7 separate regions of the Mus musculus genome follow, and all the other regions are linked to region 7. A link is a contact called in public promoter capture Hi-C data. All regions are on one chromosome and are shown on one strand. Each heading gives the region's core, a stretch centred on a gene start, on an enhancer-like site or on the middle of the called end of the contact. The rest is flanking DNA. Distances are from core to core; before and after follow the strand shown. Region 1 overlaps Mrvi1 (MRV integration site 1). Region 2 overlaps Mrvi1 (MRV integration site 1). Region 3 overlaps Ctr9 (CTR9 homolog, Paf1/RNA polymerase II complex component). Region 4 holds the start of Ctr9 (CTR9 homolog, Paf1/RNA polymerase II complex component). Region 5 has its middle 8.7 kb from the start of Eif4g2. Region 6 holds the start of Ampd3 (adenosine monophosphate deaminase 3). Region 7 holds the start of Wee1 (WEE 1 homolog 1 (S. pombe)).

Evidence for each region. Promoter capture Hi-C pulls out the DNA fragments that hold promoters and counts their contacts.
Region 1: a promoter capture Hi-C map of pre-B cells shows a contact between it and region 7, with 4 times the contacts expected there. The contact joins the enhancer-like site here to the promoter of Wee1 in region 7. A contact is called at or near these places in 2 of 39 promoter capture datasets (hippocampal neurons and pre-B cells), 1 of 115 datasets of contacts at active chromatin or transcription factors (memory CD8 T cells) and 1 of 9 other capture datasets (adipose tissue).
Region 2: a contact with region 7 is called in a promoter capture Hi-C map of liver, with 2.1 times the contacts expected there. The contact joins the enhancer-like site here to the promoter of Wee1 in region 7. A contact is called at or near these places in 3 of 39 promoter capture datasets (hippocampal neurons and liver), 1 of 115 datasets of contacts at active chromatin or transcription factors (memory CD8 T cells) and 1 of 9 other capture datasets (macrophages).
Region 3: a promoter capture Hi-C map of liver shows a contact between it and region 7, with 4 times the contacts expected there. The contact joins the enhancer-like site here to the promoter of Wee1 in region 7. A contact is called at or near these places in 4 of 39 promoter capture datasets (the C10 cell line, cranial neural crest, hippocampal neurons and 1 more) and 2 of 115 datasets of contacts at active chromatin or transcription factors (bone marrow-derived macrophages and microglia).
Region 4: a contact with region 7 is called in a promoter capture Hi-C map of pre-B cells, with 9 times the contacts expected there. The contact joins the promoter of Ctr9 here to the promoter of Wee1 in region 7. A contact is called at or near these places in 16 of 39 promoter capture datasets (3T3-L1-derived adipocytes, the C10 cell line, the SN4741 cell line and 9 more), 1 of 484 Hi-C or Micro-C datasets (embryonic stem cells), 6 of 115 datasets of contacts at active chromatin or transcription factors (effector CD8 T cells, embryonic forebrain, embryonic stem cells and 3 more) and 2 of 9 other capture datasets (adipose tissue and liver).
Region 5: a promoter capture Hi-C map of liver shows a contact between it and region 7, with 2.1 times the contacts expected there. The contact joins the enhancer-like site here to the promoter of Wee1 in region 7. A contact is called at or near these places in 7 of 39 promoter capture datasets (the C10 cell line, cranial neural crest, liver and 4 more), 2 of 484 Hi-C or Micro-C datasets (B cells and embryonic stem cells), 4 of 115 datasets of contacts at active chromatin or transcription factors (cardiomyocytes, effector CD8 T cells, large pre-B cells and 1 more) and 1 of 9 other capture datasets (liver).
Region 6: a contact with region 7 is called in a promoter capture Hi-C map of hippocampal neurons, with 3 times the contacts expected there. The contact joins the promoter of Ampd3 here to the promoter of Wee1 in region 7. A contact is called at or near these places in 3 of 39 promoter capture datasets (hippocampal neurons, liver and pre-B cells), 3 of 115 datasets of contacts at active chromatin or transcription factors (astrocytes, pancreatic cancer cells and stem cell-derived neural progenitor cells) and 2 of 9 other capture datasets (macrophages and pancreatic islet).

Annotation. Positions count from the first base shown.
Region 1 is chr7:110,961,652-110,964,510 of GRCm38.p6, forward strand. The region is part of intron 1 of Mrvi1 (MRV integration site 1); the gene reads right to left. Among named protein-coding and RNA genes, the nearest start is that of Mrvi1, 19 kb to the right of the region's middle. Within about 2 kb of position 1,515, at least 18 of the 459 cell types and tissues checked have an H3K27ac peak or open chromatin away from gene starts, as enhancers often do. A contact at or near this core is called in pre-B cells, where this site is marked.
Region 2 is chr7:110,940,664-110,943,701 of GRCm38.p6, forward strand. The region is part of intron 2 of Mrvi1 (MRV integration site 1); the gene reads right to left. Among named protein-coding and RNA genes, the nearest start is that of Gm16336, 37 kb to the left of the region's middle. Within about 2 kb of position 1,683, at least 164 of the 459 cell types and tissues checked have an H3K27ac peak or open chromatin away from gene starts, as enhancers often do. A contact at or near this core is called in liver and memory CD8 T cells, where this site is marked.
Region 3 is chr7:111,047,357-111,050,446 of GRCm38.p6, forward strand. It overlaps Ctr9 (CTR9 homolog, Paf1/RNA polymerase II complex component), which reads left to right. Exons shown (of 25, transcript NM_009431.2): 17 at 1,908-2,024; 18 at 2,154-2,299; 19 at 3,078-3,090. Among named protein-coding and RNA genes, the nearest start is that of Ctr9, 20 kb to the left of the region's middle. Within about 2 kb of position 1,760, at least 12 of the 459 cell types and tissues checked have an H3K27ac peak or open chromatin away from gene starts, as enhancers often do. A contact at or near this core is called in liver, where this site is marked.
Region 4 is chr7:111,027,623-111,030,565 of GRCm38.p6, forward strand. Ctr9 (CTR9 homolog, Paf1/RNA polymerase II complex component) reads left to right here and starts at 1,329. Exons shown (of 25, transcript NM_009431.2): 1 at 1,329-1,559; 2 at 2,592-2,690. The coding sequence starts at 1,515.
Region 5 is chr7:111,090,336-111,093,194 of GRCm38.p6, forward strand. No RefSeq gene overlaps it. Among named protein-coding and RNA genes, the nearest start is that of Eif4g2, 8.7 kb to the left of the region's middle. Within about 2 kb of position 1,401, at least 1 of the 459 cell types and tissues checked has an H3K27ac peak or open chromatin away from gene starts, as enhancers often do. A contact at or near this core is called in liver, where this site is marked.
Region 6 is chr7:110,766,795-110,769,867 of GRCm38.p6, forward strand. It overlaps Ampd3 (adenosine monophosphate deaminase 3), which reads left to right and starts at 1,412. Exons shown (of 15, transcript NM_001276301.1): 1 at 1,412-1,585. It also overlaps B430319F04Rik.
Region 7 is chr7:110,120,767-110,123,552 of GRCm38.p6, forward strand. It overlaps Wee1 (WEE 1 homolog 1 (S. pombe)), which reads left to right and starts at 1,293. Exons shown (of 11, transcript NM_009516.3): 1 at 1,293-2,159. The coding sequence starts at 1,584.

The DNA of each region.
Region 1 (2,859 bases), core at 265-2,764, 840 kb after region 7:
CCACAGACCTGGAAAGTCATTGGTATTGGCAAGTTTTATCAGGTCTGCCCAGGCTTACAGTCCTGGGAACTCCCACATCTCAGGGAACATTTGCCCTTCTCTAGCCTTCTGTGCTATTTGTTCATGGCATTTTGAATCATTTAGTTGTCAACATAAACGACACACTTCCTAGCTCTTGACTTTTGACTTTGGCTCTTAAAGATAAGTATGTAAGATGAGTATGTAAATATATGAAAATCAAACATAGAGTGCCTACCACAATCTAGCACAAAGCAGCTACTGGGATGGTAGCTTTTGCTATCGTTGTTCCCATATTAACAAGCACTCCTCTAGCAGAGTCAAAGAAAGTACTCACTGTGTATCAAATATAAATGTCCCAATAAGCAAGGTGCATTGGGATACTGCCACATTCATTTATGTAGTTTGGTAGTTTCCCCTCCTACAAGGACAGTTGAATACCTCAGACAGACATTATCTAACTCAAAAACAAACAAAACAAAACAAAACAAAACAAAACAAAACACAACAAATGCATTTACTACCTTTTTGTGGAAAAGTTAGTCAGCCCTGTTCCAACATAGTACAACGGTTTGTTTTCAGGGTGATGTCCTCCCTCCACTTGGCTAGCAACAATTCCAGGGTTGTCCTCCCCGTGTGTTCTTCCAAATTCAGTGTTTCTCGTCTGCATTTCTCTGACCCTTAAGGTGTGATTAGGGCTCAGCAAATGTACTGAAAGCAAACCTTTCCAACACACTTTTGAGCACACACATCCAGAGAGTCCCTATGGGGAGACGGGTGGAGTTCTCCTGAGGATTGAGGCTGAGGGAATCCGTGACAAGTGAGAATCTTAAAAGGGGCATTTGTGGATCAAGCGTTCTCAACAGCCTCTCCCTTCTGCTGACTCAGTCTCCGTATCTCACTCTTTCCCACAATGAGTTCAGCACCCATGCCTTGCCTAGGGACTACTTTCCCTGGTGGACAGTAGAGGAAACCCTCCTTTAGGAGATTGCCTTGCCAAAGTTAATGACTACCTACCACCCAAGAGGGCATGCATGGATGGCTGGCATGTCACAGTGACCCCTCTGGTCCTGACCGTGGCCAATTTGGCTTATTCACTTTCAACAATGGACTGGCCAGTGCTTGTGGTCTCCTCTGCATATTGACATTGTGTTTAGCTTCAGCCACCCATGTGCTCACATTTTCTAAGCCAACCTTGAGGGAGATAACTAGAATTCTCCAAAGCAAGATGATCAAGCATTGGTTTGCAAGCCAGGTGTGGAATCATACTGCCACCTTGGCCAACAGCCTCCCACCCCAGTTCCCACCCCAGCTTCCCACTCCAGCCTCCCACCCCAGCCTCCCACCCCAGCCTCCCAGGGTTTGGCTTTTCAGATTCCATACAACAGCTTTTAGACTTTCAACTCCCTCAAGTGCTGGCCTCTATCTCCTGATGACATAAGCCTGACAACAGACAGCATGACAGAGACCCTGCCCCTCCCACACTCCAGCACTGTGATCACTGTCACGGCCCTGGCCATCAAGTGTGACAACTCTCTCCTGTGGCTCTTTCTTTGGGCTTAAGGAACACACCGTAGCTCTAAAACAGATCATTAGAAGGTTTTTAAAAAACAAACAAAACAAAACAAAACAAGCCCACTGACACGGAGAACTCTGAACACGCAGCTCTCCCAGAGGTCTGATGGGAAGCTACACATGGACAAAAACCAACATCCACTCTTCATCCAGGCTCAGGTAGCCCTCCACTTGCTCCGAAGCAAAGCCCCTCCTCTCTCCTCTAGATCTCCCCATGGACCTAATCCTGAGCCCGCAGCACCGTGATCATCAGGGGAATCCTCCTGAAGTTTGTGTTCCCCTTTACGGACTGGCCTGTGAGGGATTTGTAACTGCCTGCTTCCTGAAAGGGCTAGCGGCCAGATATCAATAAAAATACCCAAAGGCTCAGAGAGTTAAAAGTAACAGCTGACAAAGGAAGCAGGGGCAAGCGAGACCCCTGAGCTACAGAGGATGGCTCTGTGCCCCAGGGGAATCTCCAGGCTCAGATGGAGCAGGATCATTGAAAGTGTTGTAGAACAGAGAGCAGCTAACAGTTAAATAACCTGAAATGGACCCTGTGCTCTAACAGGAGCAAAGCGGGAGGGAGATTTCGTAATTCAGAACTTTTCAAGTTCATGCAGAGAAGGACTCCATTTACATATATGTTGTATTGTATGTTATCATGCTCTTTACACATCAGGATTTGGGATGGCCTTTGCTTTCTTTTTTATTTTTAATTTTTAAAGTTCATTATATATTAATTATCATTATTAGAGTGGGGAGGGGCTTGTGTGTGAAGATCAAAGGTTAACTTTGTGGGATCTGTTATCTCCCATGTTACACACTTTGTGGGATCTGCTCTCTCCCGTGTTACACACTTTGTGGGATCTGCTCTCTCCCGTGTTACACACTTTGTGGGATCTGCTCTCTCCCGTGTTACACACTTTGCCATGTTGCTCATCTGCTGCTTCTTCTCCTTTGTTTTCAGGGCTTGGGAGGTGGCTCAATAGGTAAACAGGGTTTGCTGTGTGAACATGAATATCTGAGTTGGGTAAAGGTGTTGGATAAGTGAGCATTTATCTAAATGTGGAGGCACACACATTTTGTTGTTGTTGTTGTTAATTGTTTGTTTGTTTAAAGGCATGATCACACCTGTAACCAAAGCCCTGAAGGCTCTGGAGACAAGTATGTTACTGGATTTGCTGGTGAGCAAAGCAACAGTGAGACCCTGTCTCAAAGGAATAAAACTGAAAGTAACAGAGGAAGAAACTCAACACCCTCTTCAGGCCTCCATCTGGCCTCCAC
Region 2 (3,038 bases), core at 433-2,932, 820 kb after region 7:
GGTCATCTTGTCAACCTCCCACCATCCAAGGCTCAGGGAACATCTCAGAAGGGGGGTGGAGTGTAAGAATCAGTAGGTGGAAAGGGAAACTATAAAATGCTAACCTTTAGCATGACACGGTTGTTGAATACACCAACGCACAGCAGCTGTGCTTACCTGCACAAGACCTTCATAAGATCAAGCCAGTCAAAATTCCCTCACCTTTAGCAGAGGAACTACTGTGAGTCAATAGCTATGGAGGAGTCATTCTCTATCTGGAAAGCAGCTGCTAGCAAGTTAGCCACGCCTTCTTGTGCATATGGAAGAAGCATCACTAAGCAGACTCGGGTAATTATTAATAACAAAAGGAGACAAGAAATGGGAGAGAGATAGATGGGCACTATGGAGAATTAAAGGAGGGAGTGGTGGGTGGGTAGGATCAAAATACATTATATAAATGTGGGACGTTTTCCAAAGAGTAATTTTTTAATCTAAAGCTAAATGTATGAATACAGCTCAGTAGTTTCCGGTGCCCGGATGCCTGTTATCATCAAGTGGCTTTGTGTGCAGGGAGGTGGAAGACAGAGGTGGAGTGGTGAATGCTGGAGCTGACAACAGGAAGCCAGATGCTCTGTCCATGAACTCGAGCAACCTGTTCCTAGAGACTTGTAGAAACCCTCAAAGGAGAAAAGAACTTGGACAAGTGGAACCCAGGCTCTTACTGACAGGAGCTCCTATACCCCAAGTGTGCCAAGCACCTCTGAGGATGCATGCTGTCCCAATGAGTCAGCTTCCTAAGTGGTTCCTGGTCACAGCTCAGGAAAGTACCGATGACTTGGTCACACTGCATCTGGGGTCTGTGGCTGCACAGTGAAGAAGAACAGGTCTGCATGCATTCTCCATGCATTCTGCTCCAGGTCCCTGCCCGACTTCCCTCAGTAATGTACTGATACTTGGAAGTGAAACATAAAATGAACCCTTTCCTCCCCAGGCTACATTTTGTTGTGATGTTTATCACAGCAACAAAAAGCAAACTAAGACATAGGGTTTTTCTAGCTGACAGCCTGTCATTCTGTGGTCCCCAAAGGTCCAAGGTATGTGTCCCAACAGCTTCAATTCAGTCAGCACTCTGTGTCCTGGCCTGGGCCCTAGAGAATGCATACTGCTGAGTCACTGCCAGAAGGCTTCACTTCACTGTAGGGATAGATTACGAATTCCAATTAGCAGTTGCAGTGAAGAGAACAATATAGCTCTCCTACTTCAAGGGTTTTGTTGTGAAGACTCAGCTAGCACTCAGGCTAGTGGTGGGAAACAGAGGCTTGGGACTGGAGTATTCAAAACTAGGGCTGGACCCCAGGGAGCTATAAACTTGGAAGGATGCTCTGTTCCTTGCCTGTTTTACAGAGTGGGAATTTACACAGAACGGGAACTTCCGGCTGAACCCTGGCCAGCCTTGCTTTCCTGGCTGCCTGACTTCTGTACTCTTGGGGAGTCAGGTTTCTTTCTGCCCCTGGAGGCTCCAGCTAGCTTGGGAGAGCTGAACCTCCCCTGTGGCCATGCTACCTCAGGAGCCCAGTGTGAGCAGAGGCTCTTTATGAACCATGCCTATCTGGCTTCCGGAGAACTAAGAGAGGCCCAGAGCCTGGTAGCAAGACCAGAAAGTAAAAGAATGAAAGTCTCACGTGGACCTTGAACCTCTGTGCAAGGGTATAAATTGCCTCAGGGCTGAGCTGAGCAGGCTGAACAGAAGTGGCAACAGCTAACCCTTGTTCAAAGTAGCACACAGGTAACCACGGGGACTCTAACAATCAGAAATCTAACAGCCTTGGTTCTAGGTCTCTGGATGAGGATGCAGAGGAGCTGGAATTCAAGGCCAATGTGGTCAGACCACAGAGATCGCAGTCTTAAACCCTGTTCTCTGTCTTCTCTGAGGGACCTGGGCCTCCTGGATCCCATTTGGCTTGAGTCCCTCAAGCATCCTCCTCCAGATTCCGGTGCTGTCTCAGCCATTGCAACTTGCAAAAAAACAAAAAAAAAACAAAAACAAAAAAAACAAAACAAAACAAAAAAAAAAGTCAGGATAGCTTCAGATTCCTACAAGCCCAGAGACAGAATCACAGCACCTGAAAAGCCTTCAGAGACCATTAGAACCCATCTCATTATTCTTTAAATATTAGTTTTGGCTCCAGGTCACAGGTAGGCGTAGCTTGTGGGGAACTGGCTTTCAGGGTTCCTACTGGCCAATCAAGGGACTTAACCATTGACTCTACAGCTAGCACATGGGTTCCTCCCAATGCTGTACCTCTAAGAAGCTTCACCCAGGCCCTGGTCTTCATTGAGCTGGACCAACAAGCAGGTAACAGCCATGGGGGTAACAAGGGGGGGTGGCTTAATAAGGTTTGAAAGTACTTTAAAATATATTTACTTTTTTTTTAAGTGTGTGTGTGTGTGTGTGTGTGTGTGTGTGTGTGTGTGCATGAATGTGTAGGCCAAAAGAGGGCATCAGATATCTTGAAGCAGGAGTTGCAGGCAGTTCTGGATGGATGCTAGGAACTGAACTCAGGTCCTCTATAAGAGCAGCACCCTCTCTTAAATGCTGAGAGCTACAGATGTAGGAAGAATAGGACTCCTATTCTTCATCTAGGGATGAGGCTGTTTCTTTGCTAATCTTTTATTATACTCAGTTTAGGAGTGCTTTTGTTTGTAGGAGGTCAGGGGTCTCTGTGCTAGAGAGGACAGGTACTAGGGAAACCTGGAATGTCAAACACACAGGGTTGTTCCTTTGAAAGAATGGATGTATGACCTGTTATCTGAACACAAGGCTGGGAGCAGCCTTTGAGTTATATGTATGCCCTAGACAACACTAGAATCTCCCTTAGACCCTTATTGAAAGCTTGTTTTTCTCCATCTATAAACCCATTTAATGGATGGTGCCACATGTACTTTACAAAGAGTTTCTGTATAGTCACATCTGAACTTTATTTAGCTTCATTTGTGCTTTATTGTACACACAGGGTTGAGTTATCATCACTAGGGAAGTTTTCACCAAATTGTGCTGT
Region 3 (3,090 bases), core at 510-3,009, 930 kb after region 7:
CCTCCCAAGTAGCTAGGATTACAGTCAGACGGCAGCCCTGCTTTACTTGCCTTATCTTAGAATTTTACTTTTCCTTCTATGTGTGTGTTGTATGAAAGCACGCCATGTGGATTAGGATGCCTCAGGAGGCCAACGAAGGCTTTATTCTGCTGGAGCTGGAGCTCGGGCTATTGTGAATCACCTGAGCACAGGTGCAGGGAGCCAAGCTTAAGTCCTTTAAGAGCAGGAAGTGTTCTTCATCACTGAACTATCTATCCTGCCCCACTGTTTATCTTTTAAGATAAAAGAAATAGAAAATGAAAAAAAAAGACAAAAATGGAAACAAGGGTTGTATCTGTAGATTTTGTAAGTTTCTCATGTTTGCTGAGTACTTCAGTGTAAGGAAAAGTATACTCGATGTTTTCAGGACATTAAGAAAACAAAGCTCAGCCGGGAAAAAAAAAAAAGAAAACAAAGCTCAGCCGGGCGTGGTGGCGCACACCTTTAATTCCAGCACTTGGGAGGCAGGCAGATTTCTGAGTTCAAGGCCAGCCTGGTCCACAAAGTGAGTTCAGGACAGCCAGGGCTACACAGAGACAGAGAAACCCTGTCTTGAAAAACCAAAAAAAAAAAAAAAAAAAAAAGATAACAAAGCTCTTGGTGTCTGTGAGTAGAGTACCGTCAGAGCAAAAGAGGCTTCTGAACAAAGAGGACAAGAGTAGTTAGTCCAGGCTTCAGGCTTCACGTACTAAACTGATCAGAGGGATTTGCAGAGCTCAGAGAGCACAACCCAGAGCTTGTGTTCTTAGAGACAAGCCATCCCAATCTGCAGAACCTTAGCACTGCCTTCTAGAATGCAAATTAGCCATTAGAGATAGTCCAGAAAATTACCTTGTCAGTTACCTATAACAGGATGTGTATATGCTTGTGGTCAAAAATGTTGTTTATATAAAAATTAACTCTGGGGGTTAGGGAGATGACACTATGTGTAGAAGTGCTTGCTGCATAGTCATGAGGACTAAGTTCAGATTCCTAGTACCCATGAAAAATATGTTCATTTTCTTAGTGCTGTCAGAAGTGGAGACAGGAGAATCACTGGGATAGCAAAACAGGCCATGAGGGTGGAGGGGTGGCAAGCTCCAGGTGAGAAATCCTGACCATGAGATAGGGCAGCCAGTGACAGCAAGACATATCAAGACATCTGACATCTTCTTCTGGCCCCTGTATCCACCCCTCCCTTCACACACGTGAGATACAGATCTCAGACACACACTAGAGTAAAGAGGTGAAATGAACTCAGATGTTCATTTGCAGGTTGACCAACATACTAGCTGAAGTGTGAGACTTGTATGCTCATTGACACAGATCCCAGAGGAAGATGTTAAGAGTGTGTCACCCAGAGGGCCCAGGTGTGACTTGTCATGGTGGCCATGATGAATTGATTCTGGATTGTGTCCTAAAGATAGGAGAAAGGGGTTTCCCAGCTAAGGTTGAGGCAGGCAGGCAGGCTTAAATCTCTTTACCTTTTACTCAGCACTGGTCCAAATTCCAAGTGGAAAAAGTATTTTGATCCTAGTTTTTCTGTGAACAGATTTTTATGTTGTAAATACGTAAACTGACTAATGTCAGAAGTCAACTCCAGATTAGTCTCTGAAATTAGCCAAATTGGAGTGTCTTTTCAGAGCTTTAAAACTGCTTTGAAATGCAGACACAGCATGAGAATACCTCCCTGCTGTGTTCTGTTGTCGTTTGTTTATTTTTGAGACAGAGTTTCTCTGTGTACTGGCTGTCCTGGAACTTGACCTGTAGAGCAGCCTGGCTGGAACTCAGAGATTGGCTTGCCTCTGCCTCCCGAGTGCTGGGATTAAGGGAACTCGGCAACACTGCCCGGCTCTGCTGTGTTTCTAACCAGCATTTCCTTTCTGTAGTATGAGAACTGCCTCAGAAAGTTCTATAAGCACCAAAACACTGAGGTTGTGCTCTACCTGGCCCGCGCCCTCTTCAAGTGCGGCAAGCTGCAGGAGTGCAAGCAGACTCTGCTGAAGGTAACAGGACTGCATCCGCCCCCGCCCCCGCCCCACCCCCCAAATGGCTGCCTGGCTTTTACTTGTTTACTGAATGCTTTTGGTGGCATTCAGTCATAAGAAGCTACCTGCATTGCTTTCTGTTTACAGGCCAGACACGTGGCACCCAGTGACACAGTTCTGATGTTTAATGTGGCCTTGGTCTTGCAAAGATTAGCTACCTCTGTCCTGAAAGATGAAAAAAGTAATCTGAAGGAAGTCCTTAATGCTGTGAAAGAGCTGGAGCTCGCACACAGGTGAGAGCTCTGAGGAAAGGGGCTTTACAGTGGTTTGTTGCCTTAAAACTGCCTCAGGAGATTAAAAAAAAAGATTTTCCTCAAAAGAAAAATAATAATAATAACCATTAGGGGAAAGCAAGCATTAGAGGTCTAGCTAGCAGTTTAGTTTAAGGTCAAAGCACACAGTTGCCATGTGGTGGCGCCATACTCCAGGCAGAGTCCAGGCAAGTCAGCCTTGAAGCCTGATTCCTAGAGCTGCCTGGCTGGCTGTGGGCTCTCGGGGATTTTCATTCACCTCTCAGCAGTCCGAGCCAGTGTTTTACACTTGTGAGCTGTTTCGTCTCCACTTGTGTTGGTTTCATGTTCTGTTCCAGTGTGTCTTTATGGGATGTTGATTTTCATCAAGCTAGGATTAAAGATCTTATCACTTACTGCTTAACAGATTTATTCAGCTCAGTTCAAATGTGTTTAACCTTATAGGACTTAGCAGTTCAGTGTGTGGTAGATGAAAGCTCCCATCTCTGATGATCAGCTGTGCTATTGTTCATCTCTGTTAATGTTTCTTGCCTCATCTGGTGAAGAGTAAGTGCTCTCGTGACTTCTGCCCCACCCACCGTGCTGACACAGTTAGTTAGAAAGTTTAATGTTTACTACCTGTTGCTATGGTTATTTCTTAGTTTACTGACAGTATTAACTATATTTTACCTTTCTTGATGAACTTCTGTTTATTAAACAGGGCCTTAATATGAGGATTGAGTGAAATATCTTTTATCTTCTATCTTCTTCTTCCATTTAGGTACTTCAGTTAC
Region 4 (2,943 bases), core at 79-2,578, 910 kb after region 7:
TGGCAAAGAGATAATAGTAGCTTTGGCTCAGCAGAAGAAATTGGGAGAAAGAGCAGTGAATATCTTAAAAAACACTGGCTAGCAGGGATGGAGGGGGGCTCTGTTTTGAGACAGGATCTCTCTATTCTGTAACCCCAGATTAGCCTGGAACTCCATGTATAGAGTAGAATGGCCTAAATTCAGCGCTCTCCTCCTGCTCCTCCCTCCTAAGAGTTGAGATTAAAGACATGTGCCACCACACCCAGTTAAACTAACCCTTTTTATTCCCCATTTGGGGGGGGGGGTTCGAGACAGGGTTTCTCTGTAGACCAGACTGGCCTCAAACTCAGAAATCAGCCTGCCTCTGCCTCCCAAGTGCTGGGATTAAAGGTACATGCCACCACTGCCCGGCCTATTCGCTTATTTATTAAGATCCTTCCCTTGTTTATTCCAAGCACAAGAAACTATTTAATACTCTTCTATAATGAAATCATGAGCTAAAATGTTTTTGAATTCTATAATTTCATTATTTAGGTTTAATAGAATTCTTTTGATTTTATTTAAATCAAACCTAGCAGTTCCTTTTCATTGTGCTCCTAAAGAAATATAAGTACATTAAGAAATATATATAAGCCAGGTGCCCAAGCATATGCCAATAACTGCAGCAGTCAGAAGGCTGAGGTCGGGAGTTTCAAGTCAACCTGGGATACAGAATATCTCAAGAAATAAACAGGGTCTGCAAAAAGTTGCCTGGCTCCAACGCTGTCTATCTGAGTTCGAGCCCTACGACCTTCAGAGTAGGAGAAAACTGATTCCCACAAGATGTCCCCTGCCCTCCATTTGCCACACCATCGCTCGCATGTATCCATATACAAATATGTAACGCAACAAATAAAAATAATAATCCGTGCATTATTACCATAACTTCAGAATTCACTGATTATGTCTATTTAAACTAGTCACAACGACATCACCAGTGTGACTTGCACAAACTGGCTGGGACAACACAAAACGACTGTAAAGCTGATAAAAGATTGAATTATCCCCCAAGAAGCTTAAGTGGCCGAAGAGGCAAGGCACCGCCCATAGAATTCGTCACCAGAGGCCCCGCCCATAGAGGCGTGGTTTCGCCTCACCACCACCACTCCCCGCTCCGGCGCGGGTCTGTGAGGAGCTCAGTTTGGACACCTTAGCGGCAGATGCCGCGTTCCCGAAGGCGCTCGGTCACCTACGGCTGACACAACAACAACCTCAGGACTATCAGTCTTTCCAAAGAAGGACGCATCAGAGCCGCCAGGCGGGCGGAGCTCGCGTGGGACACGCCCTACTGGTAGTGCTTCCGGGACAGGGGGCGGGGCCTCCGGAAGTGGCCGGTCGCGGTCTGAAGCTCGTTGTTTCAGCGGCGGACAGCAGAGGAGAAGCTGGTCTCCGGCAGCTCCGCTGGGTGTGAGGTGTGGTAACCTCTGTAAGGCTGGAAGCCGGGACTGCGATCTGCCGAGCGGCGGGGTGAGAAGCGCCTGCTTTCAGAGCTCACCATGTCGCGGGGCTCCATCGAGATTCCCCTCCGGGATACTGACGAGGTGGGTGCCGAGTGTGCAGCGGGGGAGGGCTATGAACTTGGACGATCCCAGCGCCGATTTTGCTCCGCTTGGTTTTTGGAGGGGAGAGCCGCAGCCGAGCTTCTCGGCCCAGGCACCACTCAGCTGGTCACCTTTCTGGCCGCAAGGACTTCGGGAAAGTTCGCCTGCAGCCTGCTCCTTGTTGACAGTCGGCTGTCTTCCGAGGCGCAGGGGTGTGAGCGCCGAGTAAACCTCACCTCTTACAGAGGGGAGTCAGTGCCCCAGGGGCTACCTGCTGCTCCAACTTGGGATTTGTTTATTTTTTTAAATCTCCCTGGGTATCTGAGAGACGGCTCTTAATGCCATGGAAGAAAAGTCTGTCAAGGCACACTATTAACACAGCTCTCTGGGCGAGATAAGGGGCCCGAGATTTAGCCGCTCCTGTGTGCTGATGGCAACGACCCACTTTCATCCATGGCGTGTGGTTTGTCCGAATAAAGCTCCAGCGTTGCCTCAGTCAGACTAGATTTTACACACTTTTATTTTCGATCGAGGTAGAATTCATTTCTAAAATATGGTGGTCTTGGGTACATTCCAGAATATTTTTCTTCTAATTGTTGGTGCCCACATTTTAGGCATGTATGTGACCCACGATACTGCCTCCGTGATTTAAGTGACCGTTGGTATTCAACTTTGCCTGTCCTCTGGGATAGAGTTTCTCAAGCTCTCAGACCTATGGCATCAGTGTTTCGTTGGCCTATGGGTTGTACAAGGTTTCATTTTGGTTTTGAGTAAGCAAGTCGTTGAGAATTTTATAGTTTTAGCGATGTGAAGAACGACCAACAGGATTTGCCTGCTTTTCTATGCTTTGACCAAACCAGACTACAACCTGTTTGCCATGTGTTTCCTAAATAGGAACATGTATTAATTAGTTCACTCCATTGAAAGTGAGTACATACCCTTTGTGTATGGGCATTGATGAGTATTCAAAACACGCAGAAGAGAGAAATTGTGAATTTAAAAAGGAAACGAAACGTTTATTCTGTGTTTTAGGTCATTGAACTTGACTTCGATCAGTTACCGGAGGGAGACGAAGTCATCAGCATTCTGAAGCAGGAGCACACACAACTGCACATATGGATTGCCTTGGCGGTCAGTATTCCTAGAGCAGATTTTTCTGTTGACTAAAAAAACATAGGATTTTGGTTCTCAAGTACAGTAATAGCCCACAGGATTAAATCTGTTGTGCATGATTAAATCATCTGTATGAAAATTAGTAGCAGCAGAGGCAGGTCGATCTCTGAGTTTGAGGTCAACCTGGTCTACTTCCAGGACTGTGATGGCACGTACTCACGAACAATGGTTATATTCTCATTTATGGAACAGTAAGGTCAGTTTCCCAACT
Region 5 (2,859 bases), core at 151-2,650, 970 kb after region 7:
TTTTATAAAAGGAATATTAGGAGATAAATCTGTTGACGTCTATCCATTATGGAACAATGCTTTGAGGTTTGACTATACAGGCAAAGAAAGTTCTTGAACATTTCTGAACTCTGCTCAATTTTATTTAAGCAAATACCTTTTTATTGACGAGTGAATGGTCTCAGGGAAACAAACCAGTACCGCAGAAGCTTCCACCTCAGTTTCCTACAGAGCTGTGTCTTCACCCCATAGTTTAGGGGTCAACCTGGTCAGATGCCTCTGAAGAAGGCTTCACCTGGCTACAGATGTAGCTCGGTGACTGCCGAGCATGCACAAGGCCTTGGGGTCAATCCCTAGAGCTGCAGGGAATGGAGTAGATACTCCCTTTCTCAGTACTCTATTCCATTCCCCTCACTTCAAAGTCCTTATTTTCTGAAATGAATTTCATTCGTATGTATTGTCTACTCATTGCATTAGCATGTAAGCTCAATGACAGTAGGAACCTTGCCTGTCATGTTACATCACTAAGAGTTTTTAAAAATGAATTGTTTCCGGATAGAAACAGGCAAAAATTTCTGAACTAGATAAGAGACACAAATGACCCTTCTGAAGAGGACAGCTGATGCTTTTTAGCTTACTGTGATTTATTATATATTTCCTTTAGAAAAAATAAAGTTAGAGAATGGATGATACTCATTACATAAGAAGCATTCCTGGAAGTTAATCAAGATTAACTGGCAGTGAGTTAAAGGAAAGCTGCTTCAAGTTGTGTATAATTCCTTTCCTCTTCTCTCCAATGTAGTAAAAGATATATGTTACTGAAAATATTATTATAGAAACACCAAATTCTTTCTCCATTTTTCCTATCTTTTAATTCTTTGAGAATTAAGTTCTGATCATATTCACTCCCTCCCCTAACTACTTCCAGATCACTCTTCTTTCCTGACCACCCAACTTTGTGTGTTTTTTCCCCTACTCATTCAGTATATGTATTTATGGATGTGTAGTCTTCCACTAGAGTATGGTCAACCTAACAGCAGCAAGTCTTTCAAAGAAAACAGATTCTCCTTCCCAGCAGTTATCATTTGCAAGTAGCTCCTCAGCTAGGGGTGGGACCCTGTCTACTTTCCTTCCTCATTCTAGGATTTGGTCTGGCTTGAGCTTGCACAGGGCTTGTGTATGTTAATGACTGCTGTGAGTTTATATGTGCAGCTGTCCTGTATGTCTAGAAGCTACTGTTTGTTTGTACTTATTCACACCATTGGCTCTTATAGTCTTTCCATTCCCTCTTCCAAGAGATCCCTGAGTTTGGGGAGGAGGGAGAATGTTCAGTAAAGATATTCCATTTAGGGTTGAGTGTTCTGCAGTGTCTTATTCTGTGCACCTCTTTGGCCATTTGTGGGTCTTTTAGTTAATCATTGTCCACTGCAAATAGAAGTTTCTGTGACAGAGGTTGAGAGATGCACTAATCTGCATCTCTGTACTACCAAATCCTTTTTTATTTCTTAAACAGGAGAGTTGCAGCTTAGTGTAGTGGTTCATGTCTCTAATTACAGCACTTAGGAGGCTGAGGAAGGAGTACTGCTGTAAGTTTTAAATCAGCCTGGGCTACAGACCATATCTCAATAAAAACATTTACATATTGAAATATTTTATATATTTTATTTGCAACAGTAATAGTCCATTTTATAATAAAATATAATCAAAATCTGCTAAAATGATGCAGCTAAAGAATGTTATCTTAGAAAATAGAAATTACTAAATTGCAATTAAAAATTTAACTGCTATAAGCCAATGTTTTATTAGGAGGAAAGTACATGTTATTCACACAGACTAGGAAGTTGATTCTCTCTCTTCACGATGTGTGTCCTAGAGACAGAAGTCATTGGGAGGCTTGGCGGCAAGCACTTTACCTGCTGAGCCATCTTATGGGCCCTGAAGAATGTTTTTGTATACAAGGAAAGAAATCTTCTCCTGGTAAGGGTTGAATTCAAGGCCTCAAATATAAGGTTCTGGGATTTCCACTATGGGAGAGATTCTATTACTGACTCAAATTCCTTACTCATTGGTCTTTTCAGATTTTCTATTTTTTCATTTTTGTTTTGTTTCAGTAGTGTTCTTTATTGTATTTAGAATCAAAGTAAGATTTCAGATATATTCCTTCTTTGAATATAAAGTTAATGAAAGACCACTGGGATAAAAGTTTAAGACAATAGATATAGATTTCAGTTTTTTAACCTATTTTTTCTATAAAATGAAATAAATATTTCTTGTGGGCTATGAATACAGCTCAGTGGTAGTGCACACAGTTAGCATAGTCAGGTGCTTTGGTGTCTGTAGGATAACTCAGTGGGTAATGGTGCTTGCCATCAAGCCTAACAAGTTGTGTGTGTGTGCCCACACCTACACCCATACACAAGTACACACAAACATAAAATGTGAAACATTTTGTAAAGGTGATTTGCTATGGTTAGGTGGCATTCATCCTTGAGATGCAAATTTCTTTCAATGTCCAGACATCTATAAATGTATCACATTAACAGAATAAAGTGAATCACTTTAATAGACACAGTAAAGGGATTTGAAAACAATTTAACATTCATTCTTCCCTAAACCCTCAGCAAATTTTGTATAGAAGCATGGCACCTCAGTATATAAAACCAGGACAACCCATAGTTAAAATAATACTCAACAGAAAGACTATGAAAACTTATATTTTAATAGCTGCATTATAATAGAAGTTGGAACCAGAGAAATTCCTGTATAAATGGCAGGAATCAGAAAAAAGAAATAGAAAGATATCACATGTTCATAGATTGGAAAAATACTGTTAAGATGTCCATTCTACATATATTAATCTAGAGAATCAATGCAATCCTA
Region 6 (3,073 bases), core at 162-2,661, 650 kb after region 7:
GTTTATCTTTGGGTATCTATCTTCTTAGGAAACAAATAACAACAGCCAGAGTCCTGGAGAGATGGCTCAGCAGTCAAGAGTACTTGTTCTTGCAGAAGATCCAAGTTCCATTCCCAGAATCTACTCGGTGACGTATAACACTCATAACTCCAGTTCTAGGGGAGACAATGCCCTCTTTTGACTTCCTCATGCACCAAATACACAGGTATGCACAGACATATATGGGAACAAAAGGTTCATGCACATAAATAAATCTAAAAAAAATTAAGGTTCAGCAAACTAGCTAGCTTTTTGTTTCTGTTTCTGTTTGTTTGTTTTTCTGTTAGACAGGGTTTCTTTGTATAACAGAGCCCTGGCTGTCCTGGACTTGCTTTGTAGACCAGGCCGGTCTCAAACTCAAAGATAGCTGTATGCTGCTTGAGTGCTGGGATCAAAGGCATGGACCACCAAGCCTGGCCTAGCAAACTAGTTTAATCACGGTTCTTTCACCAAGCCGATCATGGGCAACTTTAAAGCAAGAAGAAAAAGATGCAGCATACTATTCATTAAAAGGAAAATAATTTTCTGGGTTGATGGTATGTGCCTTTAATCCCAGCAGTCTGGAGGCAGAAGGAGGGTCCATATAGCAAAATCCAGGTGAGCCAGGGCTGCATAGTGAGATCCTGTCGTATTTTTAAATTATTGCTTCATTTTTATCACATCTTTAACATTTTAAGTGTGCTATGTAATGTATATTAGCAGTCATGTGAGTATCATTGATAAATATGTAGATTGCAAGCATCAGGCTATGAAGTAGAAAGAATAAAATTTGGTGCTTAAATGAGACAGCTGTGAAGTGAATGAAAACTCACAGTAGCAGTAACTCTGTGAAAGAGGCACAAGTCAAAAGGTGGCTCCCCAGTGTGGCTTAAAGTGGGGGTGCTTGGGTGAGGTCACTGGTCAAGACTAAAACCACCAGCAGGCAATTAGGAGTTGGGCCTAGGAATCTCTGGTTGAGATGCACCTGCCGCTCTAGAGTATTCTGGGCCTAAGAGTTTACTAGCTTATCAGCAGGCAGGAGGCCATTAAAACCACCTGGATGGGCCTGGATTCTCTGAGTTAGCTCCAGAAATGATCCAGGGAGCTGGCATCCCGAGACTCCTCGGAGCAGGAGCAGCATAATGGAAAACCAGGCCATGGAGGCTAAGAAACCGGTCACTCTGTGGAAGTCTGTGGAAGCCAGCGGCGGCAGACACCCAGTGCTAACTTTGGGAGCTGTGTTCCAGGAAGGAAGGCGTGGTCAGCAGGCTGCAGTGCTGGGAAGAGGTGAGCAAGGGTGCACAGAAAGCTCCCGCTGGCCTTGGCAACTCAGAGGTCATTCCGGACTTTGAGGGGCTGGCATAGAAACTAGACCGCAGAAGGCTGGGAAGCAAGGAAGTGTGTGTGTGTGTGTGTGTGTGTGTGTGTGTGTGTGTGTGTGTGTGTGTGTGTGTGTGTGTGTACACGCGCGCGCCCGTGTGTGTTGGGAGGGGCGGGAAGGTGATTCAAGGGACCGGTCCAACACCTGGAGAAAACCAACGCTTGCTGGTCGGTTTAGCTACCAAGAGTAAGTGTCGTGGAGGGAACCATGCCTCTAGAATCTCGTTTTTTGGGGAAAGTCCTGGTTGGGAGGGGAGGAGGAGGTGGGCAAACACCTCGAGGCGCAGCAGCTAGATTGGTGGTAGGGAGGCTCAGAGCGGGTATCCCTGCTGGCATCTGACCCGGGACAGTGTCGCGGCCCCACGGAGCCCGGGTGGAGCCGGACTCGCTTCCGGCCGAGGACAGGGAGGCTGCCGCGCCCGGGTGCTTAGGTTTCCTGCTGGCAGCGCGGCCCAGCGCCTCGGGTAGCTTCGGGTCCTCCAGGTAGTGCGCGATCCCGCTGCACAGGCTCTCTGCCCCGCCACCGGGCCCTGCCGCACAGCGCTCAGCCTGGTCCCCACCAGTCGCGGGCTCCTGCGGGGCGGGCACGGGCTGCAAGCGCGGCCTGGTCGGGTCCAGCTCCACGTACCGGGCCGCGCAGGCGTCAGTGCGCTGCTGCCGCTGCCCTGTGCGCCCTGCCCGGCGCGGCACCTGCGCTCCAGCCCGGCAGCCGGCCCCCATGGCCCTGCCCTCCGAATCCGGTGAGTGCGCGCGATGCTGCGCCGCTGACCTTGGGCCGGCGCTCTGTGCCCAGTCCCCTCTGTGCTCAGAGACCAGAACCTCCGCAGCTCCCACCTCCAGAGCCTGTTCCCCGTCCCTACCCAGCGGTGGCCTGGGTCCTGGCCTCTGGTGAGCCTGCAGCACCTCTGGTTCCTGGCTTAGAGAAAAATCTCAAGATTTAGGGAAATTAAAGGAACCGGGCATGCTAGCTTTTGAGCTCCTGGACAAGTTTCTAGGTGCCTGAGCCTCACTGGGTGTGTTGGGCTGGGGTGAACTTCTAGGTGGAGGCAGAGGTATGGACCAGATGATGAGTCCGTTTGAGGACCCCTTTCTTACCTCCTGTCACTGGGCAAGTCACTGGGAGTACACCCTTGTGCTGTAGTAGGTTGGTTCCGCCCTTGAACTTCCTGCAGCTGCTTTAAGAGCAGATCTGCTAATGGCTGGTCTAGGCTGGCAGAGGCCTGTGATGCAAGTTTGAGAGGCCCCTTAGTAGATGTTTTCTAACGGGAGTGTCCCCAAACTGCATGTGGCTGGTGAGAAATAAGCAAAGTTACTGGAGTAAAGCTGACAGCAGTATGCCCAGTATGGTCCTGAGCAGTTGTGGGCTGAGCAGGGACCTCTTTAAGAAGACATGCTTTGTACCCTAGGTACAAAGAGTCAATGCCAAGTTGCAGGCAGCCGTGGAGCCTCTGTCTGTTCCAGCTCCATCATCACCTTCACCTCAGAGGAAGTGTTGACTGCAGACTGGGGGAGTCCGCCTGTCCAGGTTGCAACTTGGAGGGACTTGGCTTGCTCTGAAGAGGCTGGTAGTACCTGGTCCTCTCTAGGTGGGCTGGTGTGAGACTCTAACCTTTCAGGCCTATCCATCCTTAGCCCAGCCTCAAACCTGAAATCCTGAATACAGGCGGACTGGCTC
Region 7 (2,786 bases), core at 43-2,542:
AGGTCTATAATCCCAGCACTCTGGAGGTGGTTCAAATAATCGGGCTACACGGCAAAGGCAGGTCTCAAAAACAAAAATCAGTTTGACTTTTCAGCCTTTGAAGTGTTAAAAAAAGCTCACACACACATTAGTACTCCTAACTACAGTAAATGACAACAGAAGAGTATAATAGGCTATTATCCAGATAATGTGAATCTACATTAAAAAACATCAAGCTTTCTACTGATGGCCTCAGTTCCCCAAAAGTGGGTTCTAATTTCCTAGTGAAAAAGAAACCTACTTTTCTGTATGACAGTCTGGCCTCAGTAATTCCCACTCCAGCAGAGAATGCTAAAAAAAAAAAAAACAAAACCGTAACAAGGAGAAATGATTGATCATAGCATACAAAATAGGAACACACTTGTTGTAAACAGATTTAAGTTACGGTTGAGAAGGTTGTGGAAACTTATTTTTTCCTGGAAATTATGAGACAGGACCACTACAGAGCAAAGGGGTTTTAAACTTCTGGTCCTCCTGCCTCAGCTTCCAGACTGTTTGAATCACAGGTGTGTGCGCCAGCACTCACCTCTGTTACACTTCAGTTTTGTTTTGTTTTTTTTCTCTCCCGGGACCAATCAGTTTGGCTAGCGCACTCTCACGTGTAAGCGAACAAATATAAACACCACGGTTGCAGGTCAGGCATTCGGGCTTGTGGCAGGACCAATTATCACGGATAAGTCTGGCTGTGAGGGACACAAGACTGTGTGAGAGGCCACCTCTGTGTCCTAGTCCTGCAGCTCATTATCTGAGTTTCGCGCTGGGCAAGGTCCAGAGCTCGGTCACTGTTTCCGGCTCGGACCGCGACTATAGAACGTGACTGGACACAGCCACGCCCAGAACGCCCCAGGGGTCGGGCCTCAGAACCTGGGGTTGGACCAGGCTTCTAGGCGTCCCCAAAGGCTGCACGGTGTCCGGATGCTTCTGAACCCGGAGACAGGGAGGCCGACCCAAGGCCAGCACTGGGCAGTAGCCGCCGTCCTCTCGCCCCTCCTCGCAGGGCGGCTCCCGGCAGGCTCCGGTCCTCTAAACATAGACTCTGGGTGGGGTTCTGTGCAATCCAGGCCCACTCATTGGCCCGGGATGCCGCGACCCGCCCACGACTGGCGGCGCGCCTAGGCTGTGGGGCGGAGTCAGCGAGTTCCCGCCAAAATCGCGTAGCTGGTTCCTCCCCCGTGGGCTACGTCGCGCCCTCCCTGTTTTTTCAAACCGGGGCTGGGCGGGGATTGGTGGGCTGGGCCCTCACGTGGTTAACGGTCGCGGGAAGCCGCGGAACCCGAACTTGCGGACGAACTTGCGGAGCCTTTCGCCAGCACTGGACCGGCCAGTCTCCGCTGGACATCCCGCGCCGCAGCCGTCGCCGTCGCCCCGTCGTGAGCTTGACGGGCCTCGGAGTTGCCGCCGCGCAGGCCCGCTGCAGCCTCAGCCCGGCGCGCCCGATCGCACGTGGCGGACCCGCCCCCTGTGCCAGCCGCGACCTGGACGCCGCCGGCCTCTGCTCGCCGGTCCTGTGTTCTCCCGTGCTCCGCCGTGACTGCAGCCGGGAAATGAGCTTCCTGAGCCGACAGCAGCCGCCGCCCACCCGCCGCGTAGGAGCCGCTTACAGTCTGCGGCAGAAGCTCATCTTCTCGCCGGGCAGCGACTGTGAGGAAGAGGAGGAGGAGGAGGAGGAAGGCAGCGGCCACAGTACGGGGGAGGACTCGGCCTTCCAGGAACCGGATTCGCCCCTGCCTTCTGCACGCAGCCCTGCCGAGGCCGAGGCCGAGCGCCGCCGTCGCTCGCCCGGCGCGGAGCCCAGCAGCCCGGGAGAGCTGGAGGACGACTTGCTGCTGCAGGGCGGCGGCGGAGGCGCGCAAGCGGCGGGTGGAGGCGCCGAGGGCGACTCTTGGGAGGAGGAGGGTTTCGGCTCCTCGTCGCCCGTCAAATCACCTTCGACCGCCTACTTTCTGAGCAGCCCGTTCTCGCCAGTGCGCTGCGGCGGCCCAGGGGATGCCTCCCCGCAGGGTTGCGGGGCTCCGCGAGCCATGGACGACCCCTGCTCGCCGCAGCCCGACTACCCGAGCACCCCTCCGCACAAGACCTTCCGCAAGCTGCGCCTGTTCGACACGCCGCACACTCCCAAGGTAATGGAGGGGGCGGAGGAGCCGGCTCCAGGGCCTTTAAAAAAAAAGGCCGCGGCGCTGCAGCCCTGCGCGCCACTGCCCGGGTTCGGTTACATAACCGCCCCGCCGCACCCCGCTCGCTGTCCTGCGCCGCCACTCAAAAAAAAAAAAAAAGTTGGCAGCCCCCCTTTTTGGCTCTGCCTAGAAGTTGTCGGTTAAGATTATGTAACTGAACAATGGGCCTGGTCTGTAACTACTCCACTTTACAAAGGGCCTGGTCCCCGCTGTCCAGGTGGTTGAGTATTGGGTCTCGGTGGTCCGGTGTGCCAGGGTGCCGGATTGCTGCTGGCCACCTGACACTCCGAGCCATATGGTGCCTGTTAAATCCGGTGTCCGGGCCTGTAATTTGGGGGGCACGGATGGAAGGAGTTAGGTTTATTAAAGGGTTTGTTCCAACCCCCTGGACTTGTGGTTCCATGTGATATGGCATTAGAGATTCTGCGCGTCCTTTTGAGTCTCTGTGTTTACCGTCGTGAACTCATGGATATTCCAGGTTGCTTTTGATTGTCTTTCGGGATTTAGTATTACGGAAGCTTTGTGTTTATTCTGGAGTTTCCCCTGCCGTTTTGTTGGTCTGTGTGTCAAAAC